Regions from separate parts of the Mus musculus genome. Here region 1 is linked to region 2. Evidence: chromatin contacts called from public HiCAR-type data. All regions are on one chromosome and are shown on one strand. The core of a region is the stretch at or near the end of the contact, and the rest is flanking DNA. Distances in the headings are between cores, read along the strand shown. Region 1 holds the start of Jph1 (junctophilin 1). Region 2 holds the start of Msc (musculin).

The links. HiCAR-type assays count read pairs that join an accessible place to other places.
Region 1: a contact with region 2 is called in a HiCAR-type map of astrocytes, with 3 times the contacts expected there. The contact joins the promoter of Jph1 here to the promoter of Msc in region 2. A contact is called at or near these places in 2 of 39 promoter capture datasets (liver and pre-B cells) and 1 of 115 datasets of contacts at active chromatin or transcription factors (astrocytes).

The regions. Positions count from the first base shown.
Region 1 is chr1:17,096,448-17,099,147 of GRCm38.p6, reverse strand. Jph1 (junctophilin 1) reads left to right here and starts at 1,259. Exons shown (of 5, transcript NM_020604.2): 1 at 1,259-1,922. The coding sequence starts at 1,544. Gm46085 (a long non-coding RNA gene) reads right to left here and starts at 1,315. Exons shown (of 3, transcript XR_001778833.2): 1 at 897-1,315; 2 at 323-467; 3 at 1-23. Gm31982 (a long non-coding RNA gene) reads left to right here. Exons shown (of 4, transcript XR_865203.2): 4 at 363-575.
Region 2 is chr1:14,754,557-14,757,256 of GRCm38.p6, reverse strand. It overlaps Msc (musculin), which reads left to right and starts at 1,291. Exons shown (of 2, transcript NM_010827.2): 1 at 1,291-2,027. The coding sequence starts at 1,509. Gm9947 (a long non-coding RNA gene) reads right to left here and starts at 1,270. Exons shown (of 4, transcript XR_003947744.1): 1 at 1,020-1,270.

The DNA of each region.
Region 1 (2,700 bases), core at 10-2,509, 2.3 Mb before region 2:
GGAAAAGACTTCCTCCACTGGCACTGTGAAGGCAAGGAGAGATCAATGCCACTCCTAAAAGAGGCTGTAGTATGTGATTCAACTATCCTGTTAGCAATTCTTGACTTTACGGGTACTACCATCGAAATACACCAAGTCTTTCCCCAACACAGAAAGGGGAGGGTATTTCCATTGAGAAAATGGAGATAAAGTTTAGAGGAGGTATCTGAAGTGAGTTCAACAAGGCAGTGAGTGCTGCTGCAGGAGAGTGCATCAGCTGACACCTGTCCTGTGTTTAGAAGTTCATGGCTTCTTTGTTACATTAGCAGAGTGCTTTACTTACCATATTTCTCCTTGAAAACTGTGTTTTCTTTTCTAAACAGTGGGCGACAGTGGAGAGGTCCCAGGTGTGCATTCCAGGCACTCAAGCAATACATACAGACTAAGCCTGTTTGGGTGCACAGCTCCAGGATGTAGCATTTCTAAAGCTGAGAACAGATGAGGGAACAGGCTGGAATGTAAAAGACAATGCCCTGTGTTCCTGCAATGCCAGCTACAAAGCCCATCACTTCTACAAATAAAACCCAAACAACTCATGCCCATGCTCTTTCAAACTGCATTGCCTCTCTTGGAATCTTCATGAAAAGAAATGCAAACACATGTGCCCTGAAATGGGTAGGTGTAAAAGAACATTCTGCACAATTATATCTAGGCTGCCACAGATTTATCACATGCAGACATATATTTGGAGCATATTAATTCATGATGACAGCTGCGCATGACAAATCCAACAGAGCTCAAGTTGGAATGCTGGGGGAAAAAATGCAACTACAAACCCTATGCAGACACACACCACCACCACCACCACCACCACCACCACCACCACCACCACCACCACCACCACCACCACCACCCACCTACACAAGAGTTGTCACTCTATCACACAGGTGGCCTCACTTGTAGAAGACTAAACACAATTGAAAAGCTGGAGGTTCCAGCAGCAAAGAGCAGGTCCCCAGCACAGGCAGCCGCACCTTTATCCGCAGGCTTGACCGTCTCACGTCTCAGAGTACACTGGCCCTCCCAGTCACAGCCCACTCCGCAGACACACACGTGCCCAGAGCTCGCGCGCCAAGCAGCCGGAGGAGAAGCTCGGCTCCGCGGGCTGGGGGCAGGGCCCGGCGGGCGGGCGTGCGGGCGGGCGTGTCATGGGGCCGGGCCTCCGCGCCCAGGGAGGGGACTAGGGGCGGGCGCGGGGCGGTGCCCGGCTCACGTGGGCGGGTGGGAGCAGCTGAAAGTCCGCTCTGGAGACTGGGCTGTCCTCTCGCGCGCGGCGCTGGCCGGGGCGGCGGCGAAGGAGGAGGGAGAGAGGCGGCGGTGGCGACGGCGAAAGAGGAGGGGAAGACGGGGGCGGCGTCGGACTGGAGCCGATCGGCGGTGCGAGCTGCCCGGGGCGCAGTCGTGAGCTCGCCCGACGGGCCCCTACCCCGGAGCTACACCCTGCGGTGCCCAGCTCTGCCCACGTTTGTGCCCCCACGAGGAGCGCGCCGGGGCTGCCCCCCGAATGACGGGCGGAAGGTTCGACTTCGACGATGGCGGCACCTACTGCGGCGGCTGGGAGGAGGGCAAGGCGCACGGGCATGGCATCTGCACGGGGCCCAAGGGCCAGGGCGAGTACTCTGGCTCCTGGTCGCACGGCTTCGAGGTGGTTGGAGTCTACACCTGGCCCAGCGGCAACACCTACCAGGGCTACTGGGCGCAGGGCAAGCGGCACGGGCTGGGGGTGGAGACGAAGGGCAAGTGGATGTACCGGGGGGAGTGGTCACATGGTTTCAAGGGGCGCTACGGGGTCCGGCAGAGCTTGTGCACCCCCGCCCGCTACGAGGGGACCTGGAGTAACGGGCTGCAGGACGGGTACGGCGTGGAGACCTACGGGGATGGAGGTGAGCGGCATCTCGGGAGTCTCCGAGGGCTGACGCGGTGGGCTCTTCCCTGGCTTCGGGGACGTGGGGAGGACGCGAGACGCACGTGTCCGGAAACCCGCCAAAACATCTGGGGAGTCTACCCTCCCTCTCGCCCTCCTCCCCATTTCGAGGGAGACCACTTGGTCTCGCGGCTGGGTCGCAAGTGTCTGCGGCTCCCCGGGCGGGTAGGCTGTCCATACCCCGGGAGTTAGGCGTGCAGGTACCTGGCCGGGGCCCAGAGCCGCGCTGCCCCGGGAGGGCTGGGCAGGAGAGAGGACACTGTCACTTGAGCCTGTCACATTACATTCCTGATCCCTCCCTCTCCAGGCCGGGTTTGAAATCGCCACTCCGGAGGAGTTAGAGGGACGTCTTGAGCTGTGTGGCTGCCGGTCGGTGCTGACCGCCGCGCGGTTTGGTTTCACGTAGAGTCTCGTATTTCGCTTCTGGCCCTCCAGTTAGCCTAAAGATAGAAGCCAGAACCCCATAAGTAGGATGTTGGGGAATTGGACCTTATTGAGGGTGTATTTTCTAGAGTCCTAGTTACAGGCAGCAGAGCAACTGCCCAAAGCAAGCGGCATTCCTAATTTTCTCCCTAACTTTCACTTGGCTCCTTAAAGTACTTTTGAATCAGAAGAACTGTAATCTTTGCTGACCTGGAGATCTTGAGAAAATGCTTTAGGAAAAATGGACGGAGTTTCCATTAAATATTTAAAAAGGTTAAAGAGTATGCTATATCCTGGATATACATTAGGGGTGT
Region 2 (2,700 bases), core at 42-2,541:
GGGCTCAGCTATTTGTTCTGCTGTAAAGACTAGAATTTGCTAGGCAGCTTCTGCATCCGCGTATCTGCTTGACCCACTCTCATCTGGAACCTGTGAGAGGAGAAGTACAAGAAGACAACAGAGTGGAACAGAAAAGAAACTCAGCTTCCTTCTGCTCAGCCAAGGCAGTCAAACCCCAACCCTTTAAGGGCACCAATTCCTCCGTCTGGAGCACAGCGGGAGTCCCGGCTGACACCTGTCTGTTTGTTAACAAAGCCCCTCAGCTTGAGCACACTTGGCCTGCCTTCCACCTTGTTTTGTCTGCTCTGGGGTTGGGGAAGGCAAGGTGTTTTGTTGTGACTTGAAATGCAGCACAATTCTAGGGGCTGCTTGGTAGTCCTTTGGGTTTTGGTTGTTATTGGTCTTTCTTTGCTTTGCTTTTCCCCTTTCCTTTCTCTTTAATTTTGGCAAGGCAACTGTGCTGACATACTATTCTGCATCCAAGAACTTGCTCTCAAAGCGTTGGGTCTGAGTCCAAACCTTAATCACGCGGAGGAAATCTTACAACAGTGGAAAATAACATCTCTTGATGTGTAGGTTAGGAGGCTTGTGGCTACTGAAATGCTACAAACACACAGATTCCTGATCCCACTTATTTGCTCTCCCAGTGATTTTGCAAGATGGACATCATAACATGTAAGTTTCAGAAATTGCTTGAAGATGAAACAAGACAAAGTAGAAAAAAAGCGCTGCCATGTGAACTATAAAAGCGGGGGCGGAGGGGGGATGGGGGTCAAGAGATGGGTCATTGGAGCTGCTCCTTAGTTTTTGCTCTTTCTCTGTACTCGTTCTATGAAGCCTTGGATAAGCAAACACACATCTTGAGTAATGAACTTGAATGACAGGTCCCCAGGAACACACTGGGAGACAAGCCGCACTGGGCATGCTCAGATTCTTCAGTTCCCACTAAGACCAGCTGCAGGTGAAAATGGAATGAGTAGGAACAAGGTCTTTTCTTTTTGTTCCCAAATCTCACTTACCTCGCACAGATACTCTGAGGGTCAGTCGTGGGCGTAGAGGCCTAAGTCTTTGCTTTGCGCGCAAACATTCCTTGCCCCCGCCCCGCTAACCGCAGGGTTCAGGGGGGAAAAAACGATCCCCACCCCTTCCACGCCCCTGCCCCACCTCTTGTCCCCCTTTCAAGCCCCCTCTACTTTGCCGAGGGGGAGGGGGGTGGCTTTTCCCTAAGAGTACAGATAAATAGTCCTGTCAAAAGGCTCAGCTCGCGGCTGTACTTTTGGATCCGGAGTCAAGTTCAGCAGAGCCCTGGGCTACAGGGTCAGCAGCAGATCGCGCCCACTCCAGGCGCCCAGCTCACAGGGGAGCCTCAGTGCGGAGGCAAGCCCTGGTCTCTGGTCCTCCCCTGGGCTCTCCCACACCCCATCCTCTGTCAGAGAGAAGAAGCCAGAGAAAGCGAGACTGGCCGGGGAGGAGAAAGGCGCGCGCGCGTGGGCGCCGGGGAATAGGCGATGTCCACCGGCTCGGTGAGTGACCCCGAAGACTCGGAGATGAGGGGGCTGCAGAGGGTCTACCCGGCCCCGGCCTCCAAGAGGCCGCCCCTGCTCCGCATGGAGCGCGGTTACGGCTCGCCCAGCGACATTTCTTCTGCGGAAGAGGAGGACGGTGAAGAGGAGCCCGGCTCCCTGGGAGCCGCGGGAGGATGCAAGAGGAAGCGGCTCCGTGGGGCTGACGCTGGCGGCGCAGGTGGCCGCGCAGGCGGTGCGGGGAAGAAGCCGCTCCCGCCTAAGGGCTCGGCCGCAGAGTGCAAGCAGTCGCAGCGGAATGCGGCCAACGCCCGCGAACGCGCCCGGATGCGCGTGCTGAGCAAAGCCTTCTCCAGACTGAAGACCAGCCTGCCCTGGGTGCCGCCCGACACCAAGCTTTCCAAACTGGACACGCTGCGCCTGGCTTCCAGCTACATCGCGCACCTGCGCCAGCTGCTGCAGGAGGACCGCTACGAGGACAGCTATGTGCACCCTGTGAACCTGGTAGGGATGCTGCGCTCGAGGCCGGGGGACAGCAGCCCAGAGCGCTACCCGGGCCCAGGGCTGGCTCGGCCCCAGACGAAGAGCCAAGAGGGGAGGTTTCTGGAACCAGTGGTAAGGAATCTGGTTCAGTGACCTCCGAATCAAGGCAAGAGGAGCCAGCCATTTGCTGGGAGAAAATCATCCAGCCATCTGAAAATGTCCTGGTCCTTTGCCTGGCGACTGCTATCTGTTAACACCCTACTTCTGGGATAAAGTGTGGCTTCCCACTTGGGAGTATTTCTAAGTTTTTAGGCCAAGTTGGAAAAACAAAACAAACCAACCAACCAAACAAACAAAAACTCAGTTGCCCAACTTTTTCCAGACAACAACCTAGCAGGGTTGAATCGCCAGTGCTGCTTTCTTTAAAGGGGGAAGGGGGAGATTGGGAGAACCTAACTTTTTTAAATAAACGTTTGAGTGGTTTAAACAAAAGAAAACACTAATGCAACATAGTTTTCCTGGACGCGACTGTCCGGAAAGTCCCTGTCTAACCTGCCAGCTCCATGAGCTTGGGAAAGATCTCATCCAAACCTATTTAAAAAGGAATGCAGCGTGTGTGTGTGTGTGTGTGTGTGTGTGTGTGTGTGTGTGTGTGTGAGGGAGGGGGACATTAAATCACAGAATTCTAAACTCT